2 separate regions of the Mus musculus genome follow, and region 2 is linked to region 1. Evidence: chromatin contacts called from public ChIA-PET data. All regions are on one chromosome and are shown on one strand. Each heading gives the region's core, a stretch centred on a gene start, on an enhancer-like site or on the middle of the called end of the contact. The rest is flanking DNA. Distances are from core to core; before and after follow the strand shown. Region 1 holds the start of Mtif3 (mitochondrial translational initiation factor 3). Region 2 overlaps Lnx2 (ligand of numb-protein X 2).

What was found. ChIA-PET counts read pairs in DNA pulled down with a chosen protein or histone mark.
Region 2: an RNA polymerase II ChIA-PET map of memory CD8 T cells shows a contact between it and region 1, with 92 read pairs. The contact joins the enhancer-like site here to the promoter of Mtif3 in region 1. A contact is called at or near these places in 6 of 39 promoter capture datasets (the C10 cell line, HPC-7-derived erythroid cells, epiblast stem cells and 3 more), 5 of 484 Hi-C or Micro-C datasets (CD4 T cells, CD8 T cells, Th1 cells and 2 more), 10 of 115 datasets of contacts at active chromatin or transcription factors (the 230-238 cell line, effector CD8 T cells, embryonic stem cells and 5 more) and 3 of 9 other capture datasets (adipose tissue, liver and pancreatic islet).

Annotation. Positions count from the first base shown.
Region 1 is chr5:146,960,098-146,967,734 of GRCm38.p6, reverse strand. Mtif3 (mitochondrial translational initiation factor 3) reads left to right here and starts at 3,938. Exons shown (of 4, transcript NM_001256102.1): 1 at 3,938-4,012.
Region 2 is chr5:147,048,647-147,056,283 of GRCm38.p6, reverse strand. The region is part of intron 1 of Lnx2 (ligand of numb-protein X 2); the gene reads left to right. Among named protein-coding and RNA genes, the nearest start is that of Lnx2, 24 kb to the left of the region's middle. Within about 2 kb of position 4,318, at least 80 of the 459 cell types and tissues checked have an H3K27ac peak or open chromatin away from gene starts, as enhancers often do. A contact at or near this core is called in the 230-238 cell line, CD8 T cells, Th1 cells and 7 more, where this site is marked.

The sequences.
Region 1 (7,637 bases), core at 2,689-5,188:
GTTCAAATCCCAGCAACCACATGGTGGCTCACAACCATCTGTAATGGGATCTGATGCCCTCTTCAGGTGTGTCTGAAGAGAGGGACAGTATACTCACATACATAAAATAAATGAATAAAATCTTTAAAAAAAATAAAAATAAAAATAAAAAAATTGGTGTCATCAGTTTTTGACATGGGAAATATTTGATCTGGAGTGTGGCACCGTGCGGTACCTTATACACAATGAAGAAATTGCTCGGGATCTAATTATAGTCTGAGGGCACGTTGCAGGGCTGCCACGCAGATGTGACCACCAGATGTTCTCAAGGTCTACTGGGGAACCTGACTAAGTAGCCAGGAATAAACTTAAGTCATGCAAAGGCTGAGTCTCAAGTCCTCTAAATCTCGCAAGCTCGGCTAATCCTTGTTTTGTTTACTCAGTGCACAGGCGTGCACGTGTTTGGAGTGGATGACCCATGCTCCCATCTGAGAGTAAATGGCCGAGCGTCTACATGAAGACTTGCCATAATAGTTTATGATACTAGATGCATGAATCCGTGGAAGTAGACTCATGGACCAGGGCTGGCTGGCTTCAGGAAGATTAAAATGCTTTTTCTAACACTCTGCCATCGTGCCCCACCCTCAACCCCGACATCTTGTTTCCTATGTCCCCTCTGCCATATCAATAAGCAGAACTCGAATGTGTGTCTTCTCAGCTGGCCCTCTATATTGACAGTGGCTGCCATGCTCCCATGCAGACTCAGCAGCATCCATACAATTTCAAAATAAGCCAAAATTTTTACTAGTATGTGGTTTGCTTTGAAAACTGTTGCTGTCCCCAGTTGCCACACAGGAGGGGGTTTATACGGAGGCCTGTGCCTGCTCGTTCTTCAACAGCTCGTCCTAAGGTACCCTTTGTGGTGTCCTGGATGCCCTGACTGACCTCGCTGCTCCTTTGGGAGGTTGGACTCACTGGCAGGCTCACTGTGGACTTCAGCATCTCCCTCTTAGATGTGTGAGGACCACTTGTTCTGAAATTAATTTGAGAGAGAATTTCTGAAAGATTGTTTCCATGGAGACCTTCTTAGTAGAAGTGAATTTTGGAGAAAATACCATGGACTTACAGATCTGCTGACTTAATTAAACATTACATTCTGACAGGGCTTTTTATGGGAGCACAAGAGACAAACGTAACAGAGGCAGCAATGGGACCAGGAAATCTTAATATCTGTCCTTTTATGACCGACAAGCAGAAACTGTGCCTTGGCAAATAGGAGGATGAATGCAGCAAGGCAGTCTTGGGGGCAGGTTGCTTGTTTTACCTACTGTCTTTATTCAAGAGTCTCTGAATCCTGTCATAGCCAAGCTGAACCCAACGTTCCTAATGGTTGCTTAAAATAGGCCATCTCCCATTTCACCGTGGCTAGAGCAGAGTTCAGGATGTGAAAAAACAAGGCTAAAACAAGATGCTGGGCAGGAAGCTGCAGTTGCCAAGAATGTCTGTCTGATTAAATTTCTTGAACCACAACCTTATCAAAGGCTAAATCCTTTGTTCATCTGTTAAGTGCATCGTTGGTGTCTATTAGGTGTAACACATTCCTTTCATCCAGCTTACTGCACGTTTTCAGGGGCAGCGTCTCTTCCTCAGTCACTGCTTTGGCGGAAGGACATTAACCAAGTAGAGGGTTGTAACACCAGACTGGGTCAGGTTTCCTTTTTCTCTTTCTCCCCCCCCCCCCTCTTATTTTTCAGTACTGAGGGTAGAAGCTGGGCCTTGCTCATGCTAAGTAAGTATTCTTGCTCTGGGGTTGGGGATTTAACTCAGTGCTAGCAGGTACTAGGCCCTACACTTACATAAGAAATACATAAAACAAACAGTCTGGGTGGTGGGTTGAATATGCTTGGCCCAGGGAGTGGCACTATTTGGAAGTGTGGCCTTGTTGGATGAAGTATGTCAATGTAGGTGTGGACTTTAAGACCCTGGTCCTAGTGGCCAGGAAGCTTGTCGTCTCCTGTTTGCCTTCAGATCAAGATGTAGAACCCTCAGCTCCTTCTCCAGGGCCATGCTTGCCTGCAGGCTGCCGTGCTTCCTGCCATGATGATAACGGACTGAACCTCTGAACCTGTAAGGCAGCCCCAATGAAACCTTGTAGCTTATAAGAGTTCTTGGTCATTGTCACTGAATTATTTCCCCAGTCCCCTTCATTCTCTTTAAAAATCTTCTTAAAATCATTTTTATTTATGTTTATGTATGTATACGTGTGCCCATATCTCTGTGTGTACACCATGTGCGTGCAAGCACCTTTTAGGTAGTAAGAGGCCACTGGGGTTCTTGGAACTGGAGTTACAGGCAGTTCTGCATGCTGGGAACAGGATCCAGCCTCTCTGAAAGAGCAACACCCTCTTAACCACTGAACTATCATCCCTCCACTGAGCTATCATCCCTCCACTGAGCTATCATCCCTCCACTGAGCTATCCCTCCAGACTTCTTTTTACATTCTTGATTCTGATCAGGGTGTAATGATGGGACGAGTCATGTATCTTCTCCATGTTCAGTCTCCTCATCTATAAAATGGGCAATGATGGGGCTGGAGAGATGATGGCTCAGCGGTTAAGAGCACTGTTCTTCCGAAGGTCCTGAGTTCAAATCCCAGCAACCACATGATGGTTCACAACCATCCGTAATGAGATCTGATGCCCTCTTTTGGGGTGTCTGAAGTGTACTTATATATAATGAATAAATAAATCTTTTTAAAAATGGGTAGTGATGGCAGTGTATCATGAGGGTGTCTTGAGGATTAAACTAACTCAATACAGGCTAAGTGTTTAGAACTGTGGTGCTTATGGAAACTTTATCACAAATGTGAGCACTTACAACTGTTATGGACCTGTCTATCCAAGAGGTGGTCTCCACACTTTATTTGCACAACTATGCTTCTATCGTCCCATGGAGGACTAATGCTGGCAGAATAAAAAGTATCTGTAATTCTTCATTTCACTTAGGAATGGCTGACATGCAGAGCCCAGCCCTGGCCTTTGGATCATAAAGAATTGCTTCAGCTTTTGCCTGTCACAGATACAAGGCTCATGGGCCAGAGGCTGTGATCTGATGAAGAAAGGGAGACTTGGATGCGGCTCTAAAGCTATTTAAGGATGACCCAGGTTCCTCACCTGCAATAAAAGGATGGTATTTTGATGTACCAGTAATAGTTGCAATCAGATATTACCCTGATTGAGTTATTTGGTGAGGATTAAACAAGACAAGATGTATAAATTATATGTTATAGACACGTAGTCTGTAAATGAGGGACATTCAGCGGCTTCTCTAAGGAGTTCCCTGTTGAAGAATGGGGAAAAGCAGGGACTTAACGCCAAAGTAGGGGACAGTCAACAGCTTGGTAACAAGGGTGCAGGGCCCCAATAGCCTGAAAGTGCAACACCCAGGGGCTCGAAGTTTCTGACCATCCTCTTGCCTGACTCTGGCCAATGCGGTCAATCATCCCACATGTGGGTGGTCTGTTATGATTTCTCCCAGTTCTGACAGTAATCGAACCTGAATCCATCTCTTTTTCTCAGAAGAGAGCAATCTTGAGAGCGAGGGTTGCACCCTGCTACCCAGCTAGAGCTTCCACTAAACCAGATCCGCAGGTGGCAATAGTTTAACACCGCCCTGCAGTTGTCTAGCACTGTAGAAGGCATTATTCAACATTATTAATGTAACTGGCGGAAGCGATGCAGTGACTGTTCCAGGGACTCTATATTTTAGCGTTCACTTGGCCTTTGGAGCAGCAGGTTAGTAGCAAATCTCTCAGTTTCACTCAGGCCTGCTGCACGATTCTTTTTTTTTTTTTTTTTTTTTTTTTTTTTTTTGTCGGAGGGCTTTATTCCATTAGTGGAATCCGCAGGCCGCAGCTGCACCCTCCCTTTAAGGGACTCAGGAAGTTCCGCCTGCTACGGAAGCCGACGCGGTGCTCCGGCGGAGTCCAGGTACGGACCTGCTAGTTCTTCCTGCTCGCCTACCCCGGCCCAGGTAACGCTGAGGTGAGGGCTTGGCGACGGGGCTGAGGTGGGAATGCATGTCCTGGGAACATTCTGTGCAGAGAGCCCTCCGTGGACGTGGGGTGGCGGCAGCACCAGCCTTCGGAGTCGAGACCAGTTGCCGAGCTGCCAATAATCACTTGCTCGCCAGCCTAGCCAGTTTCGCTGTTTGTGTGCGCGCGCACGCTCCTTCCACGGATTTGGGGGGCAAGGTGGGGGCGTAGGACAACTGGCATCCTGGTGGCATGGCGTCCTGGTGGGCGTGTCTGCTGCGGACCCCTTGTGAGCGTTTTGGGATTTTTTTTTCCTTTAATTTTTGATGTTTTTGCAACAGGGTCTCACTATTTATCTCTGGCTGTCCTGAAACGCACTCGGTAGACCAGTCTGACCTCAAACCTATAGAAATCCTCCTGCCTCTACCTCCGAAGTGCTGGGATTAAAGGCGTGCACCGCTCGCCGTGTCAGGACTTTTGAAATTCCTTCCGGAATTGAAGGTGAGAGAATTCAGTCATAGGATGAAGCCAACGTCATTTTCGCAAAATATGGATTCTACTAGAACCCATCCTTTCCTTCGGGAGTGAATATAAGCCCTCAATATGTCAATGTGAGCTTGTGATTATGAAGTGTAACGATTCAGAAAAAAAGTAAAGAAATAAGTGGTAGAAATAAGCTCCCGTCAGGCCATATCCCGTCAGGAATAAAGCCTTATCCCTCGGAGGCAGAGGCAGAGGCAGGCTGATCTGTGAATTGGAGGCCAGCCTGGTCTCCATAGTGAGATCCTGTCTCAGAGAGAAGGAAAGAAAAAAGAAATCAGTATCATTAGGTTGAAGAGCTGCTCAGTAGGCAAGGCAGAGTTCAGTGTCTGGAACCTAAAGGTGGAAGGAGAAAACTCAGTCCACAAGGTTGTCCTTTGACCTCCACACTGGCACCATGGCATGGGTGCCCAGACACATCAGACAGACAGGCAGACAGACACACAAGCACCCTTACCCACTGAGCCATCTGGCTGGCCCTGAATCTTTGCTTAGTATTAGATAGTGTAGGCTGTGAGCATAGTCAACACGTTTCCGAGTTAACTGATACAGTTTCATAATTTTTAGTGTTGTGAAGGCTGCACTGATGAATAGTGTTAGTGTGTTTAGGCTCACTTTAGAAATTATTGGAACTCCCGTACTAATCACAAGCCATAATTTATTATTTATTATTACTGTTGTTGTTGATATTGTATTAGGAAACTCAAGTTTGGAACTCAAGTAGCAATTTTAAAAATAAAACATTGTAATACATTACAGCTTAGAGATACTCTAATTGGGTTCATACTGAAGAATGTTAGCAGAAAAGTATTGAAAGGTTTTTTTGTTTGTTTGTTTTTTGTTTTTGTTTTTTTTCGAGTCAGGGTTTCTCTGTGTAGCCCTCCTGTCCTGGAACTCTGTAGACCAAACTGCCCTTGAACTCAGAAATCCACCTGCCTCTGCCTCCCGAGTGCTGGGATTAAAGGTGTGCGCCACCACTGCCTGCCTGTATTAAAAGTTTTAAGAGCAGAAGACGGTGGGAACCATAAAACGTTGCAGTTGATATTCTGCTGGGGCCTTGAATTATCAAAACATGTGTGAGCTGTACTTGGCACTCATTGCCGTTTGAGACAGTGAGAACCTTGGAGATTTTGGTTTGACCAAAACTAGAGAAATAAGTAGATTAGTGTTACAGAAGTCTTCAGAATTTTACATTTGTAAAACCCTTACTTGTGGTTCTTTTACACACAGGCTGTGAAGCTAATGGTATGTATGTGTGTAGGTACATAGTAATATGTGTGCCCAGTTTGCTTTCTATTGCTTCGAGAACTACCATAGCAAAAAAGCAGACTACTTGGAGAGGAAAGGGTTGATTGGGCTAGCTGGTCCAAATCATAGTTCACCACTGAGGGAAGTCAGGGCAGGAACCTGGAGGCAGAAACCAAAACAAGACCACAGAGGAACACTGCTCACTGGCTGGCTCCCCGTGGCCTCTCAGCCTGCTTTTTCACACCACCCAGGAAGGGTAGTGCCCACAGCGGGTTGGATCTCCTACTACAGTAGTCATTACTCAGGAGAACGCTCCACTGACTTGCCAGGTGACTCTAGCTTGTGTGAGGTTGACAAAGCACCAGCCAGGATAATGCACAGAGCCAGTGTGGCCGTTCAGTTCAGTAGGATGACACATGGACACTGCAGGCTGGATTCATCGCAGGGACATGACCACTGAGCTACTACTTCTTCCGGGCATCAATTCCTGTTTCTTTGTTTTCTTTACACATTAATTACAAAAATCACTTGAACAAAGCAAAGAATGGGAAGATGAGCTAACTGACACCCATGTTCAGATTCGGCAAATGTCGCCATAATCGCACTTTGTAACTCCCATTTCCAGCCGAGCCATTTCAGAAGGACACGTGTCATGATCCTAAATACGTCAGGGCTTGTCTCCCGAGAGTTTTATTCTCACACTGAGCAAGCTGTTGGTACTTTTTGCAAGTTCCCAATAACTAATCTGCGTTCCTGTTTCCCAGGGTATCTCTCGGAGGATTTTTTTCAAACATTACACTTTGTAATTTCCCTAGCTTTTTATTCAAAGCCAGCCCATCTCCCCTTTTCATCCTCACCAAGCTAGTGTGTTGTCTCAGAGTCTGGGTTTGTGAGATCCCTTCCCTGTGGCATCCTCCAGGTCATTGCTCTCTGGGTCCAGCCTTATTCTGGAAGCTGGGTGGAGAAGCGAGCCAGTTTGGATTACCTCAGGGCGAGGCTGTGTTGTGGAAAGCTCTGCGTATTTGCAGCAGCTTCGGATCAGGAGGCATGCCCGGGGTGTCATGCTTTTCCTCTGGTGGCAGTGCCACTCTGACCGTTGGCCATGACGGTGACAGCCAGCGTCCTCCTCAGCAAAGTGTTCATACGTATTTAATCTGGGCACAGTGTGTGGGTGACCTTGTGGCATCAGCCTTGTACCTAAAGGTGTTTGACTATTGACTAAATGAGCCATTTTCCTTTGTTCCAAAATGGTGGTGGTGGTTATTATTGCTATTATTATTACCATAATCATCATCTCCATGCTAGGAAGGAGAGCTCTTCCTCATCCACAGAGATGGGCACAGTTTTCCCTTAAAAGACAGAGTAAACGCTCAGCTCTTTCTGTTTAATTACCAATTTACCAGTTTTCCATGGAGCTGGGGTGTGGCGGTGACACACAGTGGCAGTTATCATCCTAATAGATGTTTGCATATATATTCAGCGTGTGGAAGGGAATTACAGCCATTTTCCTTAATGTTTAAATTATACAACTGGCTGGACTAAGCCCCTTCATGCTGCCAAACTGTAAATGAAGTATGACCAGCAAGCAAAACAAAATACTCTCGGGGAGACCTGGAGACCAGGTATCTGATAGAGGAGGCACTGTCAGTCAGGGCTGGCCTAGAATCATGAGACAGAAGATTGGGCACCCTGGTGGTTGCTGGTGGCTTGCTGTCCACTTTGGACCTGTGACTAGAAGATGAAACCAGTCTCAACACATGCTGTTTGTCTCACTCTCTTCTATAGAAAGATTTTCCAAGATTGTTGCTCTGAGGATTAAACCAAGGGCCTTGTACA
Region 2 (7,637 bases), core at 3,069-5,568, 88 kb before region 1:
AACATTGGGCCCTGTTTTGGAAGTAACCAAGGTTTAACCCACTAAAGTTTCACGTGCTCCTTGCTACTGAGATTGGTTCAAGTTGTCTTAAACTTAAGACATGTCCCAAGCCAAACTGCAGAGTCAGCAAGCCATGATTCTGGGTATTTGCATATTGTGGAGGCTGAGCAAGGGGCTCTGTACTCTCCCAAAACTACTGCAGCAGCTGCCACCCACAGTTTGACCACACATGTACCCAACTCAGAGGAGGCAGGGCTGTCTGAGTCAGCCACACCTGTCCTATTGGCCACTTTTACTCAGTTTTCTGGCATATGAGGCGGAGTGAGAATCCTACACCCACTTAATCACCAGGCAGTCTGCCGTCTCCTGCATTGCTCAAGACTCCCTCACGCACTAACACTACTGTATGCCTCTGTTTCTCTGCCCAGATGCTCTGCTCCTCTAAGTGGTTAGTCTGGTGGCCAACATTATCCAGTGTTTGAACTATAGCTAGTACCAACTGGACTGTGACATAAACAGAGTAGTGTGGTGTTGGGGAGATGGCTCAGCAGGTAAGAGCACGTGTTTTTACAGAGGGCCTGGGTTCATCCAGGCTTCCATATAGTGGTTTATTACCATCCATAGCCCTGGTTTCAGGGTACCTAACAGGTACTCACATGATGCGCATACATACATGCAGGCAATACATTCATATACATAAGATTAAAAAATTAATAATTCTAGCTAGGTAGTGGTAGCGTACACCTTTAATCCCAGCACTTGGGAGGCACAGGCAGGTGAATCTCTATGAGTTCGAGGCCAGCCTGGTCTACAGAGTGAGTTCCAGAACAGCCAGGGCTGCACAGAGAAACCCTGTCTTAAACAAACAAACAAATCTATAAAAAATTTAAATAAATATTGGATTTCAGGGTCCAAGCATGAAGAAAGTATTATGATAGTTCAGTATTCGTTTTACATGGTGACTACATGGTAACTGATACTTTCGGATTTATTAGATTAAAGTATCGCTACATATTGTAGTGGATACCATCTGTTTCTCCTTAATGTGGCTACTGAAAAATTTAAGTTGTATGTGCCTCACATTATCTTTCTGTTGTGTCACTGACTAATTAAAGTCTCTGTACCAGACTAGTCTCTGTGAGGGCAGGGACTATTTGTTTAGCCAAAGTAACCCTATCTCTTAAGCTTGGTGCCCAGCCTGCAGCATATAATCAACAAATATTTGTTGAATGAGCTGTGAGTGTTCTGGTGGCTTAATCTCTGTACCTGCCATGTACCGTGCTAGTTAACTGATAGGAAGAAACAAGATAAAGTGGTTTTAAGAACATATTCCATGCTATGTGTTCTTCTTCCTGACGTTTCCATGGAAACAGTACCCAAAAGATTGCCAGGATTTCTGTAGTAGTCTTCAGATGGCATTTTCTCTATTTAACCAAATGCATGAAAGTTTAAATGTTTGGATAGGAGGTGTTTCTTGGGTTTGAAGTCCAAATTATAGCACTCTGCTTTGAAAAAAAAAAAAAGGTGTTAAATGCTCACATTCTCCCTATATTTATGGAAATTTTTCTATTAAAATAATTTTCATTGTTTTAATTTTATTGGCTTATGTTAATTATATAATAATTGGTTTTGTTATGATGTTTTATGTGTATATTTAACATATTTTGATGCTCTTCGAGCCCCTTAGCTTGTCACCCCATCCACACCCACACCGATTGGTCCCCTTCCCTGTCAGTTTTCCTCCTACTTGCATGTCTTCTGCTTGTTCGTGACCAATGGGCTTCCTGCAGGCTGCGTCCCTAAGCCCACGCTGGGATACTTACAGGGGCTTGAGCCCACTCTGATATCTGAGGCCCTGAAAATGTCTGACTGGCTCCCATTAACCACTGACTGCCCGTATGTCCTCAAAGAGGAGGGTAGGAACCTGTGAGCCCCCTTTCCCTCCATCCTGAAATATCGAGGGACCCAAGTGTGTAGGGCTTGTCAGATAATCATCACACTGCTGTGGGTTCAAGAGGACGGCACTCCTAGCATGCCCGGATACAGTGTTCCACACCACTCAGCCCTTCCTCGGCTCTTACAGCTTCCTGTAGTGTCCCTGAGGCATGGAGGTTTGGGTGGAAGTCCTGTTTAGAACCATGCTCTGTCCAGTCCGTGGGTTCATTCTGATCAGTTAGCTGTCTCTGCAGTCGCAGCCACCCATTGTAGCTTCTCTGACCCAGACCACAAGTACCACTGGTCTGATTTTTGGCTCTGCAGCGTCTCATCTTTCAGGCCCTTATGGCAGGTGGGTGCTCTTCCAGACCCGCTGCCACCTAGTTCTGAGGCTTCGGACAGAAACAGCTTACGACAGGAACTATGTTGGCTTATGATAGGCGACCCTTCATTTTTCACGGTCAGGGGACAGAGCAGTTTAGATTATGGCAGGCCCAGAGTGTGGCTGAGACTATTCATGTCACAACCAACCAGGAAGCAGAGAACACCCAAAACAAGGACTGCCTACTTCTATTTGATGACTTTATGGCTTCTAGTTTTTCTTTTATCACTGTTTGTAAATACACATTGCCAGTTGACCGTTATATAATTGAATGTTTGTTAGAAACACAAATTCAGATTGCTTTGAGAGTGCTAGGAGAGATCAAGGTCCTGGTTTGTAGCCATTTATGTGTATAACCTGGGGCCACTAACCTGAAAAGACCAGGCGAGAATCTAGATGCTGAGTGGCCGTAGATGATGGGTTTGTTTTAAATGAGGAAACACAGTCTTGCTTTAGGTCTCTGTGGGCAAAGCCTAGGGAGAAAGCCCTAAGCCCGGTTAAAACCTTTCTTTTCAGTCCCTATTGTAGCTCAAAAACTTTGTGCCTCGAGGCAAGTACAAGGGAATGTTTTTAAGAAGATTTTGGAGAAACCGATCCGATTTGAGCTGCTACCCAGCTTTATGCTCATTCAGATTGGTTTTGCTGTCTGACTGCAGAAACCGCTGTTGAATTTTGTGGTTGTCAAAGGGGCCAGAGATAGCTCAACGGTTAAGAGCACTGTCTCCTCTTGACAGAGGACCCAGATTTAATTCCCAGCATCCACATGGTGTCAGGAAGCCATTTGTAACTTCAGTGTGCAATGCTCTTTTCTGGCCTACTAATGGGACGCAGAGATACATGCAGGCAAAGCATGCACACACATATTATTTAAATAAGCAACCTCAATGTCCTTCTGGCATTGTGGCCTTTGTACAAATAGGAGTATGTGGTTTCTTCTGAAAGCCTGTCACCCAGGTGCTAACAGTATAAAAGAAATAATTTGCCTGTGGGTCTGCCATCCAGTTATTTATGCAAAATATATACTTATATATGTATATACAAGTAGTACATATGTGTGTATAAAGCATACCATGTGCAATCTCTGAGTATTGTTTGATTAGTGTGTGTGTGTGTGTGTGTGTGTGTGTGTGTGTGTGTGTGTGTGTGTCTCGCAATCACTGAAATCAGACTCCCTGATTTGAGTCCCATTTTCATCAGCTACAGCTTTGGGGTCTTTGCAAACTGCCTAGTGTTTCTTACAGTTTCTTCATCTGATCAGTAAGGAAGAAGGCGACAGTGATCCCAACTTGGTGTCATCATGTGGGTTAAACCTGTAACCCCATCTCGTCTCATCAGGCCTGTCACACAGTGAACAGTCAGTAACTGTTATCTCCCGGAATCCACTCCTTTGAGAGCTTCCCCAGGAGGGTAGGGACCTAGTCCCCTGGTGGTCGCACAGGTAGAGGTGGAGCTGTGTTCCCCCTGGTCAAGCTTCTTCATGTATCACATGTCCCATCATGCCTCTGCATGGAATATGATCTTCACTATTGCATAAGGCAGAGTGCACCCCAGGAGACTTAAACCAGCCAGCATGCATCCACACACGGCACTCAAGGGGACGCCCCAGATTCCCGCACAGTAAGCTAAGCTAGTGAGTGTCTGCTGTGTCACAGGGAGGCTAAGGGATTTTAATGCCGTTGTCAGAGGAGTAGTTTTCACAACCGGTGTCCTCATTTTCCTTTGTTTCTTTTCCTCTGTGGGCAGGCGCTCAGGGTCTTTATGCTGCTCGCCTCCCCTGCCCTCTTTGTTGGAAAAACAGATCTTTCCCATATGCAATAAAAACAGGAAGCAGAAAGTCCTCCACACGGCCTTGAAGGGATCGACACTGTCGGCTTTTACTTCTAACAGATCTGTCTGTGTCAAAAACAAAGTGAAGGGTAAAGGTAGAAACCGAGAGAGGCCTCCTGAAGCAGCCATCCAAGCAGCGATGAGGCTAGGGAGCCGCGCTGGACAGAGCTGCAACGACGAGAAGTGACTCAATTTCAAATACACGTAAGGCAATTTCAGCACCATTTGCTGCTGAGGAGGATGGGATCTGCCGATGGCAGAAAAGTCGAGGTGACTCCAGGATTCTTGCCCTACGCAACTGGAAAGGTAGAAATTGAGTGACAGAGACTTGAAAGAGCAGGTTTAAGGGTGGTGCTCAGGTTTAGACCTGGGACGCTGACGCTCGCTGGCTAGACAGCTCACCAACGAGTGAATCTGACTGGAATTCAGGGGCCGGGTGTACAAACTGCGTGAATGAGCATTAGACTGGAAAAGTCCCCGGCAGGAGAGTAGATAAATAAGCTTTGTCCCCCGTTGGGATGCTTCCCAGTGAGAAGTCCTTAGAGGTAAAGAGAAAGCCAGGAAGAGCGACTGGAGAGAAATGAGGAGCATGCGACTCGGAGAGACCAGGCGCAAGGGTTTCATGCAGGAGGACATAGTCAGTTGTGTCGAGTCTTGCAGACAAGGCCAGTCAAATAAGATTAGGACTGGGAATTAAGCAGTGGATTTAGCAACGTGGAATTCACTGGTGACCTTGACACAGAGTTTCGATGGGGAAAGCGACAGCTCCTGAAGTATAAAGTTCAAGAGGGAGACGCAGGAGAGCAGCCAGGGCAGAGGCAGTTCTGTGAGAAACTGCACCATTTGGGGTAGGCAGAAATCACGCACTCTGGGAGGAAATGAGAGTATGAGAGGTGCCGACCTCTAATCCCTTTGCCGTCCTCATCCCCTCCACAGCACGGACTCCCCCTCATATAAAGCTTTATTACATATATCTCTGGATACTCTTAGGGCCTCCTGTTTAATATCCTATCCCCTGGCTAACTCTCTTCAATTTCTTCACATGAAGAAAGTTCATGTCTCAGTAACTTCGAAAATGAAAGTATTCTTCCTTAAGGGTTACCCTCCCCTGCATGTAAGAGTCCCATTCTACCCAAGGGGTTCCCCACCAGCTATCACAGTGGTTAGCTTGGGGGTTGTGATTGCCATAGTGTGGACAGAAGCTGAACAGCTACATCCCCCCCACCCCCATCCCCATCCCCTGCGTTTTCTCCTCAGTTCTGCTAGCATTCTTAGACCATAATGTTTTGTTTCTTGAGTTACCTACTACTCTTTCGTGAGCGCTGACCAGTTACTTCCTGTGAACAAACTAAAAACAAAACAGGCAAAAGTACAACCAACCAACCAAAAAACACCTAAAATAACCAGGCCAGAGTAAAAAGAATTTATATTATACAAACTACCCTCTTGATCAGTGGTTCCCAACCTGTGGCTTGCAACTCCTTTGGGATATTTGCATTACTGTTCATAGCAGTAGCAAAATTGAAAATTTATGGTTGAGGGCCACCACCACATGAGAACTATATTAAAGGGTCCTAGCATCGAGAAAGTTGAGAGCCATTACTCTAGATAGTAAGCACAATTTTGATTCCTGTGAGCAATGTATGGTTTGTTTGTTTGTTCCGAAATGTTTCAATCCCTGTTACCTTTGTGTTGATATCTGTAAATTTTACCTTTGAAAAGTATTTTTTTCTGGGGGCTGGAAAGTCGGGTCAAAGCACCGGCTGCCTTTGCAGAGGACCCGTGTTCATTCCAGCACTCCCAGGGCAGCTCTTAGCCATTTGTAACTCCAGTTCCAAGGAATCCAATACCGTCTTCTGGCCTGAGCCAACACAGCAATTACACGCAGTGCACAGACACGTGTGTGGGGGAAACACCCCCACACATAAAGTAATCCCAGGCCGATGCCTAGGTGCTTGGCCTTTTGTTTGTTTGTTTCAAGTCAAAAAAAAAAAAATGTTAACCCAGTTCCCTCCTGACTACCCTATCCAAAGCTAGCTGCCCTTTAGGCCTCCGTTCCCCTTGCTTTTGTGTGATCTGTATGGCTTGAGTTTACAGCATTTAAAATACAAAGCTGAGATACGGTTCCGTGGTTAGAACATAGGCGTATTGCGTCATGAATCACTGAGCGTGCACCAGCACTGAGAAAGTGAGGCCACACGCGTGTTATTTATGGGCACCAGTACCCCACCCACCCAATGTAAACAACACAGACACAGCCCGACAGAGCTTTTTGTTTTTTTAAACCTTTATCACTAGTGAGCCAGAAGGCCCACGAGAGTCTGCGCTGGTTTGTTGGGGAAGAGGTGGTTTGAGCAGGTCTGTCTTTTCCGGGCTCAAATTGGCCTTGAACTTATAGTCCTTCCCCTGAGCCATCCAGTGCCGGCACTGTTGGTGCGCACCACCAGGACAGACTTCATAAGTCCTGAACGAGTGGGAGGAAGAGAGGGGAACGAAAGAGACTGGAGTCGAGACAAATATTTTGCTTTGAATATATTTTGTTTATGAAAGTTACCTAGCAGAGCTGTCAAAAAAACAGTAAATTGGCGTAGTCATTTGTGAACTAACAACATAAAACCTGGAGGCTTGAACGGGTTCTGAAAATTGGGAAATTAATGTAATTGGTTGCATCCAGCCTCTTTGTGTTTCTGGTCTGACAGCAAACGGTCTATTTCCAGTCATGGAGCATTAGTCATGTGTATTTTAAAGGGATGTTGTGTCTGTGGCGTGTCTGCATGGATGCTGAACTGTGACAACACTGTAGACGCTGGCTGCTCCCTTTACTCATCCAAAGGCCCAAACACAGGTCATTCAGAGGAAGCACTAGGCCTGCGGGGTCCCTGACCCGAGCCCCATGGCTGTTGTGGGGAATCAAGGTGATGCCTTTGAAGTCTGGCCCAAAGCCGTTTGATCAGATGAGTCTCATCTACAGTAAGCTATAATGGGAGCAAACTGAGTCTGTTGTTTCAATTGTCACTGAGTCAGTTTGAGAGCTGCGGTGTTTAAGTTGGCATCTTGTCTGTAGTGAGGGTAATGAAGGCTTAACCTAACTGATTAAACTGAGACTGCCCCCCTGAGCCCATCCTGGCAGGTTACTTCCACCTAGATAGGCAGCTACTTTACAGGTGTCGTAGGATGGGGCTGGCCAGGCCTCATGGCGCAAAGCTAGGAGTCCTGTGTGAACCTCCTGGTCACCCATCTGGTGGGACAGCACAACTGCCCAGCTCTCTGTCACCTTCTCCCATCAGTGCTACCTTAGCCCTGAGGGGCTCTACACCAGTGACACAGTACTCCACAGTTATCTCATGTCACGACACCATGACACCATGACACCATCTCTGCCTCACAGGGCCGGCGGAGGTTTGCAGAGCTGAGTTTTTGAACCTAGGGCCCTAACTCAAATCATTACTTTTTTGATGACCTTTCCTGCCTTGTGCAATTTTGAGTAAAAATT